2 separate regions of the Mus musculus genome follow, and region 1 is linked to region 2. Evidence: chromatin contacts called from public HiChIP or PLAC-seq data. All regions are on one chromosome and are shown on one strand. Each heading gives the region's core, a stretch centred on a gene start, on an enhancer-like site or on the middle of the called end of the contact. The rest is flanking DNA. Distances are from core to core; before and after follow the strand shown.

Region 1 (7,345 bases), core at 3,604-6,103, 910 kb after region 2:
TGAGTCATGGCGTGTACTAGACTAGGACACTGAGCTCCACTCTATGAGCAAGCACAGCCAGTCGCTTTTCCACAGCCTGGATTCTACATTGGTCCAGGGAGCCATCACAGGTTTAAGTGAGTATAGTACTTGAACACATGTTGGGCTCAAAGAAACTAGAATCTTCTTTAGAGAAACAGTACATTTAGGGACACTGGTGTGATTTAGATAACAGTGGCTCTTTCTGTTCCCCCTGCCCCCCCAAACTTGGAGACATGAGCATGAAGTTAGGTAGAGTGTGGGAGTGCCTCAGTCACATTGTAACTCAGCTCTGTGGCTTCCTATATGTGTGAGTTATCTTGGGCCCATTTCTTGTACCTTTCTGCCATTTAATTTTCCCATCTATAAAATACAGTTGATAATGGTCCCTACTTGGTCACCTTTTGTGTTTACTCAAGGAACTAATATATACAAAATGATTATGATAGTGTCTAGTGAGCCATTCTGTTGTACATGCTAGCATTGATGGTGCTGGTCTCATTGCCCCCCCCCCCCCCCCGAAAATTTGTAGAAGTGTGAGCCTTGCCCCAGTTCATTCATTCATTCATTCATTCATTCATTCATTCATTCACTTCCTGAGGAAAGCCTGAACTGCAGACTGGTATTTTATAACCCAAGCCATTACACTGTACTCCAGGCCAACTGGATGCCACAGCCTTGTGCTTAGCTTCCCAATCTCTTAGAACAGAACTGAAATCCCACTTCAGTGCAGAGCTGGTAATTGTTTTTTTTTCCTGGTCATCTCGGGTGATTTATGACCAGAGGCAGCAGTGTGACCCTCTCATAACATTTCTATCTAAGTTCCCCGAGAAGTGGATTTTTAATAAACCATTATCAAACTGGCATCATTATCACCACTCGGTGGTGTGTTAATTCAACAACATTTGTGGGTCTCTAGTTTATTTAAAGGACAGTGGTAGGAACTGTGAGAACTCCAAAGAGGGTGAAAAGTGAAGAAAGGATACTTTTGCTTGGGATGATACAGGACAGGAAGAAGAGTGGAGGGGCTTTGGGAAGGAAGGTTAGCGAAGAGCCCAGGTATGTGAATCTCGGATGGAGCCTCAGTAGATCTGGAAAAGGCACATTTTACTCAAAAAGAGGAGTGTGGCTGCATGGTAGAAGAGAAACAAGTGACGTGTTCAAAAGAGATACAGCAGTCTGGGTGTGCTGGAAAAGATCTGTGCTCAGATAGTCAGACAGCACATTGGTAAGCTAGGCACTTAGCAGCTGTAGAGGCAAATTTGTATTTCCAAGGGGCAGCGTCCACAGCAATTTTGCAAAGACAGGCACCAAGTGCGGATTATACAGCCTCTAATTCATGGGATGCTAAGAAACTAGGGAACATCTAAGAGATACCTTCAGGCACAAAGCAGAACTGCTGGCCCCAGGAGCCACTTGACAGAGGAAGGAATTAGGAAATTATATCTGGAGTCAGTGAGAGTTAAGCACTCTTGGTTTTATAGAATCCATCTGGTTGTATTAGTGAACAAAATGATGTTCCAACCCTCAATCTCCCCCTCTGTAAAATGGTGCTAGCGTTACTATGAGACAGTTCGTTCAATGTGTGAGGATGAAAGAAATGCAGCGGAGGGTGTGCGTGAAGCTTTTAAACACTCAAACGTCTCTAGAGTATTTAATGAATGGTTACTAGGAATAACTGTGACAGAGCACGCGTCAAGGAGAGAGAGTATCTTCAATTCACTGGTGCTGCTTCCATGAGATGCTGTGTAAATGCTCACTGATGCTGTACTTCTCTCAGAAGTTGGAAGAGCACTCCCAGACTTATTTTTAGCTTCACAACTGAAATGACAGAGCTGCTCAGTCCGTCGGTGAGATCTACTAATCTTTGTAAAGGATTAAATTGTAAATATATACATCAAGCCAGAACAGAAATCTAGTATTTCCCAACTTCTTGTTTTGTTTCATGTGCATGTTTCATGTGTGTGTGTCTGTGTCTGTGTCTGTGTGTGTGTGTGTGTGTGTGTGTGTGTGTGTGTGTGTGTGTGTTTGTGGGCACACATGTGTATCACATCCATAGTGTCTCTCTCTCTCTCTCTCTCTCTCTCTCTCTCTCTCTCTCTCTCTCTCTCTCTCTCTCTCTCTCTCTCTCTCGTGTGTGTGTGTGTGTGTGTGTTTGGTTGGTTGTTTGGTTGGTTTTCCGAGACAGGGTTTCTCTGTATAGCCCTGCCTGTCCTGGAACTCCCTCTGTAGACCAGGCTGGCCTTGAACTCAGAAATCTGCCTGCATCTGCCTCCCAAGTGCTGGGATTAAAGGCGTGCACCACCCGGCCTTTTTTTTTTTTTTTTTTTTTCCTTTTTTCTTTTGGACATCCATATTCTCACTTTTATTTTTTTATTTAATAGAATGTTTTGTTAATTATTTGAGAACTTAATATAGTATATCTTTATATCCACCCCCACTCCTTCCAAATGTACCCTATCCTTTCGATCCCCCCACTTCGTGCCCCCCTCTTCTAATATACACAACAATTTTACAAAGGGTAGAATCCAAGAGTAGGCATGGAGAGTCAATGAGGAAACTGAACAGGGACTCCCATTAACCAGATGTTTGGAAACAAAGGCCTGACTACTAAGGCTCACACTTGTTCTCCCCCCACTGTGGCACTGTTTTTGTTTCAAATAATGGCATATTTTATTTTAATTTTTATACAGAGCAATGAAAAGAATACAGATTGACCAAAAATCCTTTCACTTTTCCCTCCAGCCATTTTCCCACCTAAGGTTCCTTGATAAGTAATCCTGAGTTTGTGAAACAGGCCCAGTCAAGTCACTATCTATGTAACTCCAAAGTATCTGAGGCTAGGTGAGGCACACCTGTCCAAGTGTGATCCAACCCTGGAGCACCCATGCTCCTTTCAGAGAATCCATGAACTCAACCTGATCCTGAGACTCCTAGTGTGTCAGTGTCCGTACAGAAGCAGCGGTGCAGTTTACACGTCACTAACCCGAGTCATCTCAGTGGCACCAGACTGTCCCAAGATTCCTGTGCTTTTCACACACAGTACAAATGAATGTCCCGATGAACCAGAAGAGAGTGATTACTTCTATCAGCTCTTGGCCTGTGTGTTTCTAGAAGTTTATGAAGTCGAGGGGCACAAAGGCTTCCCTGGTCATCTGGGAAGGAGCGCTGATGTGTTTGCGTTGTAAATGGAACTAACTCGGAAATCCATGGAACATCATTCACTGTTTCTCAATAGTGATAACCACCCTGGCTATTAAGGCATGGGTGTTAGGCAGATGTTTTTGGAAAATAAAATGAGCCTGTCGTTTCTAGGGAATAATGGGCGATGTGTATTGTCAGCAACAACATTCAAGCTTTGAATGGAAAATAAGAATTATTAAAAAGCTTCACCCACCACTTCGCACTTGATAGATTTTCTAAGACGTAGAGACAACTCTCCTGAGAGAGGTGGCCATAGTGATGCCATGATGCTGAGTTATGGAACATGCCAGAAGAACTGTGCAGCCCAGTGAATGGCTGATTTCTAAATGACTATAGTATGATGCTAAAATTCACAGGTGGGTAAAAAATTCATGGACAGAGGTGCAACAGTGGCCAGCTGACTGACTTCCCTGTGACCGCATGGAAAGTTCCCTGTCATGGCTTCAGGTACTACACCCTGACTATCCATTATAAAGCCAACAATTGCGGATTTCAGTCTAGCATCAGTACCCATCACCATCACCAGGAACTACTAAGCCCTCTTCCCGGTTCCAACCACATAGCTGTGTGAGGCTGGTGCTTTTTATATTGCTGAACACAAACAGCTCATGGCAACAGGCTAAAACGGCAAACATGGGAAGCCAGGTGTCTTCTAGTAAACCAAACACTAAGAGACTTGCCAAGACTTCCTTTCCCTAATCTCATCCCTTGGAAAATGTAGCTGTTTGTGCTAAAATGTCTTTGATAGCATGTAATGGATTTGTTATATCTTAATTGGATTAGTAAGAATCAATTTCTTGTTTTGATTTCTAATGTGATGACAGTCTATATGCATAGCCCAAGTAAACAAATTTCTTTGAGGCCCTCAATTAACTTTAAATTTAAAAATGACTCTGACCCCCAAGATGTGCAAGCCACACCTCTAATGTAGTCCTGTTAGATTTATGATTGTTCTGGCCTGCCAGTGCGTGAGAGTGCCATCTGCTGACAGAATAGGGAAGTACAGGTGCTTTTTGAAAAGCACAGCTGGAAGTCTTGGATGATTTCTGAAACTTCTTGTTGGAAATTTATCAAGGGAAAAAGACATCAACTCAGATGTCCAAAGGAATCTGTCTTAGAATATTACGTACCGAAATATTAATCTTCAGAATGCAAGTAAAAACAGTTAATGAAATGCTTATTTTAAAAGGTTCACACTTACAGGCCAGTGTTCCTTTCTTATGTCCGTTTAGTAGTACAGAGTTCCTAGTCTGTGTTGGTACTCTGACTCTCTGACACACCGAGAAGTGTGGTGTTCTGTCACCTGTGATTGGCATGGTCAGTCATTGGTATTGCTCCAACCTTTCCTGACAGTCAGTGCTTTTGGATGTGGGTTTTAGGGCCAGTCTCTAGGGAAAGAGCCTCCAATGTATTGCCCTTAGAGCCCATGCCTGTGCAAGTTCTGTCACACTATCACCTGGCTCCCCTCCTTCTTCCTTGAGAACTGACACACGCGGTGTGGGAGCACAGACCTGTAGAAGGACATACAGACAAACACGGCTAAGCCAAGCTGTGAGGAATAGGATGCAGCTGCACGGAGCAGGCTCATGAGTAATGAGCTCCAATGCTGTGGACCAGCTTCTGCATGTCTGTGTTTGCATCACTGAGCTACGTGAAGAGGAAGGAACCTCACTGCATTTCCATTCAGTTAGAATGAAGGCCTACTGGCCAGTTTGGTTTTGTTTTTTTTTTTTTTTTTTTTTTTTGTTTTTTTTTTTTTTGTTTTTTGACTCAATTCAGCTGATTGTTTTCAAAATAACCTGTTCTTTTCAAACAGTTGTGCGTCGGGACAGCTGCACTCAGATGAAATGACTGTGAGCCTGTATGCTAACTACTGTACTCATTGTCTGTCCATCTCCACTGTGTGCCCAGTGACCCTGCTGATGAATATTTTAGACATCTGCATGAATAATCAGACTGCCCACAGGAGAGCTGATGGCTTGTTTGTGGGGCTGGAATGCTGTTGGGATGATACTGCAATTCTGTGTACCCATGCGAAAGTAATACGTACCGCAGTGAGGGGGTCTTACTCTGGATTGTCTTTGAGCATCCATAGATGCCCTAAAATTTGGCTGTCAGAGTTTACTTGTAGGCAAAGGCAAAGGCATGTGTTCATGCTTTTGATTAAGCACCGGAGCTTTTATCAGACTGTCCAAAAAGACTGTAACCCCCTAAAGGCTAAGAACCATTGGCTAATGGTTGAGAGCTTTGCAAACACCTCTTGGCTTTCAATCATTGGGATCCTCCCAGGGGTTTTGTGAGGCTTTTAACACGTCATGACTTGGAGCTTATGGAACTCCCAGTAGGCCTCGAGAGCCATGGACAGTTTTCAGTGAGTATGTAAGTTGGTGTGGCTGGATGTTTTGTTTTGTTTTTTTTTTAGGACAGATGGAGCTGGGGTGGTGTGGAGAGCATGTTAGAGGTCTATAGAACCAGGTAGGAACTCATGGGGAATTGGGTGAATAAAGATGCCAGGCCCTGAGGGTGGAGTCAGAATGGAAGAGAAGGAATGGTTTGCAATGTAGTTGTAAGCCTTGGGGTTTGTTCATCAGTTGGGAATGGGGAAAGAGAGAAAGTAGAGACCAAGCAGGTTTTACAAGATGGCTTTCTGGTGTGAGTGACCAGACAGCAGAGGAGAAGGGAGACAGCAAATTCTGTTTCCGTGGTGTTGGTTTGGAAGAGCTGATGGGGGAATAGGCCAGCAAGCCCTTGGGATGGGAGGTGAGGATCTGGTGAGGTGGGGCTGACGTGGCTCCGTGTGTGCAGGGGAAATAGAGAATGCTGGGGAAAGACATTAAGACATCGGGTGGGGTTTGGTGGCAGTGGTGATCTGAGGGGAGAATAGGCTTCCAAGTGGCTAGGGAATGCCACTCCCTCTTCTACTCCTCAGCTGAAAAGGGGGGTATCTATCTTTCATGACTCTCCTTATTTCCTCTCAGCTCATTTCCTCTCACTTCACCTTTATTTCTCAGTTGCGATGACTTAATTACTCTTAAAGAAATAACCAGAGTCTGCCAGCAAGCTGCTGTGAACGGCAGACAAAGGGTGGCTTCAATGTCCCCTCCTTTGGTCTCTAAAACCCTCGTTCTAACTTTGAAAACTGACAACTAAGCTTGCACGTTTGCACTGTTGTGACGCAATGGCTGAGAGAAGTTTAAGGGGGAAAAGTTTATTTGGCTTCCAGTTCAAAGGTGTCAATTCACTGTGAGTTGACCATGTTCCTTTGCATGGAGGGTCAGGCTGGGAGAGATAACAGAAGAAGTCTGCCTTGAGAGAAGAGTTGGAGTACTAATGCCCTCTTCCGTGGCATGCCCCCAATATCCTAACTTCCTCCCCCAAGGCTCCGTTTCTGAAGGTTCCATCTTCCAACAGAGCTACATGTTAAGGACAGACTTTTAATGCAGAAATCAGAAGACCTTTGCGGGCCAGACTAGCACAGTACAGAAGCACCAGGCCCGTTGAGCTTCGAGTTCCCACTGCCCAGGCCTCCTCCCTAGCAGTAACCATGGAGCCAGAGTTGCTTCCAAGTGGTCTCTCCCTGTTCTCCAGGAGTCACACAGAACCCTGAGGAGGTGTCACATCCCTTTAATGGCATTTCTAGTACTTACATCCCAGTTCTCTGACTCCCTCATCTCAAATGACCTTCATCTTTATTCGACTTCAGCTGTGCACACACATGCCACACCTGATAGATCTGCTCCACTCTCGGAGTTTCAAACTCTATTAGCTTCTCTTTGAAGCAGCCTTCCAATGTACACCGCCCGTGTTACACTTCCCCCATGCTTCTCTAGAAACGTCCTGTCTGCCCCCTTTCATTCCTTGGTCTCCCCTTGTTTTCCATTGTGGGAAGATGAGAGTGAGGAGGCTGGACAGCCCCTTCTGTGATACCCAGTGTCCCTCGGTGGCTATGCTTGGCCCGTACATCTCTTTTGCACAGCCTTCTTTGAGAATTTCCAAACTAGGTCCTTCCTTTGCCATCTGTTTTCCTCCTGCAACTTTGAAGTCACTGAGCATTGTTAGAAAACTTCACAAAAACTGGGGCAATTGGATCAATAAATGTGTTGAATAAGGGAATTTGTCAGCT
Region 2 (6,762 bases), core at 3,602-6,101:
TCTTAAATATATAAGTATATTCTAATGTAGACAGCAGTCTAATATGGTAAACATTTCAATGTAGACCATAGGATCAAGCAGTCCCAAGGCTGGAAAGGCCTACCAGTCTCTTTCCCTACCTCCAGTCATCCGTGTGTATTGTACTAGAGAACGGGTAGTGGATGCAGGGCCACTGTGCCCCTGCCTCCTGGTACCTCTTAAGGCTGAGCTATCCAGCTAAAGGAGCGTTTCAGATCTTATGGTTCTTTCTAACTCTGACATCTTAGATCCTAAACAAATGGGAGCATTTCACACACACACACACACACACACACACACACACACACACACTCCGATAAACAGGGAAAGCTTTCAAAAATCTCATTCAAATCGTTGCTGAATTTGTCTATTAGTGAGATTTGTTTCTTTGCATGTGCTAATTGGTCTTGGCATTAATTAATCTGATTTCATTATATTCCCTTTAATTTGTCAAGATATCATTTTGTTATTGGGTGACGGAACACATTGGAGGATTGTTAGATTCGGAATGTATTTTTTTCCCCTCTTTGAAAGTTCCTGGAGAAAAGTCGTTATCAATTAAGTTAATTTGCATACGCATTAGGTTAATCGTTTTAGTTTAGCCAAATTTGTGGAAATTTACATAGCAAATTGACCCTCCACATTTCACTTAAACATATGTAGCACACAGCATAGTACATTTTGAGTTGCTAATGAAACTGGGGTTATTTTACACGCTTCTTTTAGTAAAAGAGGTCTAATTAGACCAAGTAATTTTTTATTTCATCCGTAATTGCAAAACAAATAAGCCTCTGCGTTTCTCGTCGGCATCTCATGGACAGGGACGTTAATAGGGAAGTCATGTTTTCCTAATTAAGCCCGGTTTGATTCCTGCTCACTGTTGCGACGTCAGCCCTCCACGCTTCTCCTAGGTGCTCCTCTGCCAGAAGCGCGAAGCCTCCTGGTATACCTATTAATAGAAGACTCCCCCACACAGAGCCAACTGAATTAAAAAATGTAACTAGGAAGGCAGGGTGGGAATTTTGACAGATTTTTTTTTTAATGCCAGAGAGGAGAAAGTTGAATTCAAAAGGGGGGGTCTTGTTTCTTTCCATCAGGGGAAGAAAGGAGGGAAAAATAGCTTTTGTTCTCCCCCAGAAAAGAAGTTGGCATAACACATTGGTGGCGTTTCCAAAGTGACTCCAGGGGCTAGCTCATTCAGTGCTGGAAAGCTGGCTGCTGTCTCCGCTCCAGGTCTTCCGAGCAGAGCAGCAGAGAGCTTATAGTATTTTGGGATGATCGTGAAATTTCGGATCTGGGATCTGAGTCTTTGCTGAAGCAAGATGGCAGGGAACATCCCGGAGGTTGCGGGTGCTGAAGATGAAGATGTATCATAGGGAGAACACTGGGAGAGCCCAGTGGAAGCTATGCTTTTAACAATTCTCCTGACTCTACACCAAGAAGACCGTGACCATCACTGCCTTAGAGTTGTGTTTTTCTTCTGGCACTCCCGATTTTTACAGAGGTATTGAGGATAAGAAATGGAAGCAGAGAAGGGTTGGGCAATATAGGACTCAGAAGGAACTCTGTGCCTTGCTTATGGAGACTTGAATTCTAGTCCTGGCTCACCACTGTAAAAGGTGGCCACAGTTCTTTACATCCCTATACTTTAACACATGGCTTTGCAGCAACTACCACCAAAGGGTTGACTATATACTCACACTTTTTGAATCTGAGCTGTTCTGTGACTTGTTCGGGTCAACAGAATGCCCCATGGTATGTTAGTCCCAAACCTAGTCCTCAAAAGCCCACCTGCTTCTATTCACATTGTTAGGACCTTGCTGCCATCCAGCCCAGCCTGCTGGATGAAATGGTAGGAGACACGTGGCCCAATTGTCCCTCATGCCAAATTGACAGTCAGTTGAACCCTAGAAGCAGAGCCACCTCATTGACCTGCAGGTGGCCACAGATTGCACAAGGGATCCCAGCTGAATCTAGGCTGAATTCCCAATCTACAGATCGTGAGATAAATAAATGAGGTTGCTTTTAGGTACTAAGTTCTAGAGTTATTTATTGAGCAGTGGTAGCTAACTGGATCAGTAATTTCCCAGTCTTGGGATATTCTTGGAAAATAACTCTCTGGGTCCTAGCTTTCACCTCCTTACCTGTAAAATCAGATAACATCCATGTATCTGAGTTTTCTTTCAGCTTCATAAAGTTCTCCGTTACCTAAGAGAGCCAACATTTTCTCAAGTTGTACACCAGGGGACAGGGCACTAACACACAAAGGGAAAGAAGTTTATTGGCTTCTCTCTAGTTGCAGAGAGTATCTCTGTCTCAGGACAGAGACTAGGAGCAGGAAACTGTTGGGTCCTACCATGGGACATGATGAAGAAGATAGGCACGTGCACACATGTGAGCTTTGTGAAGAAAGTTACTGAATGTCAGCCAAAAGTGTGTCCTGGGCCTGGAACTTCATCAGTGTAGGACAAAGCCTGCAGGAAACCCCAGAGGATGATGGCCACTGGTGGTCAGTGGTTTTAAAATATTCTTTCTTACCTTTGTTTCACTACCATACATGCAATATGTATGATGTTCAGGATCTCACATACAATGCCTGTAGTGGGCTCTTAACCCATTTACCAGCCAAGAATATGCTAAAGTCACAAATGGTAAACATGTATACTGTGCACTCTCATTTGCCCTTACAAAGGACAGAAGTGTTGAAAAGTATGGTAAGCATGCTAAATGAAAGGAACCAGGCCACAAAGCAACACATGCTATGTGAGTTCATTCGTATGAAATTCCAGGATAGGGAACTCCATAGAAATATAAAGAAAATTCATGGTCCTTCAGGCCTGGGATTGGGTCATGATAGCTAACCTATATGGGGTTTCTTTTGTGGAGGGTGGGGTGGGCAGGTGACAAAAGGTTCCAAAACCTTTTATTTGATGGTTATATAACCATTAAATTATATTGCGTGGCATATGAACTATATCTCAATAAAACTTCAAAGGTACATTTAGGAGTGTGGTGGTTAAGAAAAAGAGGTATGGTCTCAGCTCTGCCATCAACTTGGTGCTTCTGAAAGAAACTTAGCAGGGAGCAAATGCCCCTCAACACTGAAAAGAATTCACTCTGATTTACCATCTTTTCGTCTGTCTGTATCTTTGTTTTGACCCAGAGTCTCCTATTGCCTAAACTTGTCCCAGATTCACCATGCAGCAGAGGCTGGCCACAAACTACTGATATTCTGGTCTCTACTTCCCAGGGAGAAGGGTGCAGCTCTGTACCACCAAGCTCAGGTAGAAAGTTTAATCTGTTTTTGTTGTTGTTGTTTGCAACATGTTACTTCTACAGCAACTCTGGCTGGAGTTCCTTTAGAAACATCTGCATGATAGTCCCTGCTGTCGGGCTCAGCTAATGAGTTGGACTCCTAATGTTGTCACAAGCTCAACACAGATCTAAGCACAGCTGCTGTCTTGGGTTTCTGAGGACAAATGTAGTCTGTACTCTGTCCTGCCCATGCCTATATGTGGTCTGGCCCCACAGTCTCTGCCTGCTCAATCCTTGTTCTCAAGAAGGATCAGTCTTTTCTTTCCCCAGTTCCCTGATGCTAATCCAGAGAGGGGTGGATCGTCCCTTGAGAACAACCATAAATGTCAAGAGCTTGGACCTGAGACATGACCCCTGAGTCAGGAGTCTAGGCTCATTCCTGTGGGGGAGGGAATGGCTCAGAGCCGTGGGCCAAATGGGAGTTGTGTGGGTAGGATCAAGGAGACATCTTTATTTAGGTATCTGAAGTTGAGTTTTGTTTTGGCAAAGAAGATGGGTTTTATTTTGATGGCCTGTCCTGTTCCCTCCCAGCCCTCACCCACTGTGTGGTTGCTTTCTGTCTTAGGGTTTTATTGCTGTGAAGAGACACTCTGACCCTAGCAACTCCTATAAAGGAAAACATTTAATTGGGCCTGGCTTACAGGTTTCTGATGTTTGGTCCATTATCATCATGGCGGGAAGCATGGCGGCATGCAGGTAGACTTGGTGCTAGAGGAGTCAAAACATCTCCATTTTCATCCACAGGCAGCAGGAAGTGAACTGAGAGCCACTAGGCCTGCTTTAAGCTTCTGAGACCTCAAAGCCCACCCCTTAGTGACATATTTCCTCCAACAAAGCTACACCTACTCCACCAAGGCCACACCTCCTAATAGTGCCAGTCTCCATGGACCCATGGGAGCCATTTTGTTAGGATCACCACACGGTCTTTTCTCCTGGCCTCTAGCCCATCTTGGTACATCTTGGTACTCCTGCTGCCAGCTTTCAGATACTCAGTGTGTCTATTTTTCTATGACTGTCTGCTTTGCAGAGGGGGACGAACCCCACATACATGTTTGTGTCTACTCACTGCCTAGCAAGCCACCTTGAGTACAGACTCCTATGTGTCAAAGTAGATGAGCAATTTCTGAGCAGTAGGGTCTCATCTGTGTGAATATGGAGCTGGCTATAGCAAGAAGAAGTGGATGCCTCATGGGCAGGTGGAGAACTCCCACTCTGCTAAGGCATGTACCATTCAGGTGTGCCTCTTTCTCAAACACTGCTAGCCAAGCAAGCTTGTCTGAGGCTGTGTACATCTTGCAACAGGTGGAACTTGCATTATCCAAGTCTAGGGAAGGGCTAGGTATTCCCTGAAATGTTCCCATTAACCGAAAGGTCGGCAGGATGGGGTGTGGACATGGCCTTGCCTCTTTCATGATGAGTTGAGAGAGACTCAAAGAAGGCAGTTCAGATCTGTGTGCCTGAGTTTGCACAGCAGTGAGATGAGGTGGGTTAACTGCACTTCGTAGAAGGTGGAAAATTACCAGAGGAAGCAAAGCATAGGACCTGTCCTTTTATCACTGCAGGACCAGTCAGGGGTCATCTCCTACCCCCATAGGAGCCTGACACTTGTCCCTCTGTTGATCTAGGACCCAAGTAGAAAACGGCACTTCGGAATGAGGCTGACAGTTCACCGGGCATGAAAACCTACCCAGTTGTGACTCAGAGTTTTGGAGGCGCAGATAGAATTAAGGAAATGTTAATGTATTCCTATGGTTTTGCTGCCTGCCCACACAGGCAAAAACAGCAAGGAGGGAGGCTGGAGTGGAAGAGGGGACCAGGAGACAGGGAGATGAGCTGATGGGCTCTGGGAGAGGAAGGATGGATGGGGACGGTGGGGTCTCAAGGCTGCCTGCTTGCTGCAGCTGGGCCTGGGAACCCCAGGGGACAGGGAGGGATGTGCTGGCATCTGGTCTCTGCCAAGCGAGTCTGCCACCCAGAATGTAGCATCAGCTTGGTCACAGGGCTAGAGCAAGCAGGGGCCCTGGGGTGCATGTGTGCCCACGTGGGGGGAACTGCAGAGATAGGGGGATATGAGCCAGATAACCCAAAGCTGTCTGTTTTAGCCTCAGTGATGTGGCTTGTCAATGGCAAACAGCCACTTAGAATCAATGTCTTTCCCAAACGGGGCCCCTCAATGTTGTATGCTTAATATGCTCTATCTGTCTATCTGTGCGTTTACGCAGAGAGCTGACTCCCCAGGGCACGGCAGCCAGTATGCTACCTCAGCATGGAATAAGTCCCCTGGGAGGCCGCCTCCTTCTCCCCTTCCTGCAGGGGCTCTAGGACTGAGCCCCGAGGGGCTGGGATGACTGGCTGCCAGCTTGATGGGTGTATGAGGCGGTGCGTTGACTCATTGCTGCTGTTACTTTTCTTTTTGTCACTGAATGCAGCGTTTGCAGAGCACCAACCGGCTTGTCACAGTGGAGACCCAAAATGGAGATCTGAAAGATAAAGGGTGTGTAGTCCCATCCCTCAGGTTCACAGGCCACTTGCCATCTAGGCCTAAGACCCTTCCCCAAAGTCCCCTCCTCTAGTCCATTTGGGGTGTGGGAGGTATTCAATAAATGTGTTATTGACAGAACAAGATGCTGATGACAATAATAGCCAGTCAAGATTCCAGGATAGTGCCTGTTCAATCCCAGTGACCAGAGATCCCTTGAACACTGCCGGGAATGTAAGATGCCTGAATTTATTATTTTGGAATGGAGGATGTAAGGGTGACTACCTAGAAGGTAAGCATGCAGATGGTACTGGGGACACTGTGTAAGGTTTGCTTCAAGGAGCATCTTTTATTCTTCCTCTGGTCTGATACAGCCCTCCCCCAAGTTCATCCAACATGTCATGTGAGGGCGTGGTGCAGTGTTAGCATATTGTTATTTTTCTTGTGGCTGAATAGTCACTGAGAAGCAATGTAAGGAAGGAGGTGAGTGTTTTGCCTTTTAACTTGATGGGATGTAGCCCACCATGGTGGGATAAAGCCACGAGGTGGGGTGCTAGGAAGATGGCTACATTACACCTAAAGATAGGAAGAGGGGAGTAGACAAGAGGGAGAACCTGGCTATATAAGCTCAGGGCTTTCCCCTCGTGACCTATTTCCTCCAGTGAGGGCTTACTCACTTAAGGTTCCACAGCTCCCAAAAGCAGTGCCACCACCTGCTATGTCTCTGCGTCTCCGTGGAAGATAGTTCCTGTTTGAACCATGGTAGCCAGTGATGTCAGAAAAGAAACAAAATCAAAAACCAACAAAAACAAAACCACCAACTCCGTGAGGGAGTTGAAGGCTTGGGTGAGGAGGAGGCCCGGCCAGAAGCATCTGATCAGGCTTTGAGGATCTTTGGAGTGGAATCTTCCCCGCTTCTTTGGGCTGAAAAACCTTTTGAACGTGACTTG

The links. HiChIP or PLAC-seq counts read pairs in DNA pulled down with a chosen protein or histone mark.
Region 1: a contact with region 2 is called in an H3K27ac HiChIP or PLAC-seq map of SST interneurons, with 7 times the contacts expected there. The contact joins two enhancer-like sites. A contact is called at or near these places in 1 of 484 Hi-C or Micro-C datasets (cortical neurons) and 5 of 115 datasets of contacts at active chromatin or transcription factors (SST interneurons, astrocytes, embryonic basal ganglia and 2 more).

What each region holds. Positions count from the first base shown.
Region 1 is chr9:47,695,063-47,702,407 of GRCm38.p6, forward strand. All of the region lies in intron 1 of Cadm1 (cell adhesion molecule 1), which reads left to right. Among named protein-coding and RNA genes, the nearest start is that of Gm10677, 120 kb to the right of the region's middle. Within about 2 kb of position 4,854, at least 12 of the 459 cell types and tissues checked have an H3K27ac peak or open chromatin away from gene starts, as enhancers often do. A contact at or near this core is called in SST interneurons, where this site is marked.
Region 2 is chr9:46,783,565-46,790,326 of GRCm38.p6, forward strand. No RefSeq gene overlaps it. Among named protein-coding and RNA genes, the nearest start is that of Gm31614, 43 kb to the right of the region's middle. Within about 2 kb of position 4,852, at least 12 of the 459 cell types and tissues checked have an H3K27ac peak or open chromatin away from gene starts, as enhancers often do. A contact at or near this core is called in SST interneurons, where this site is marked.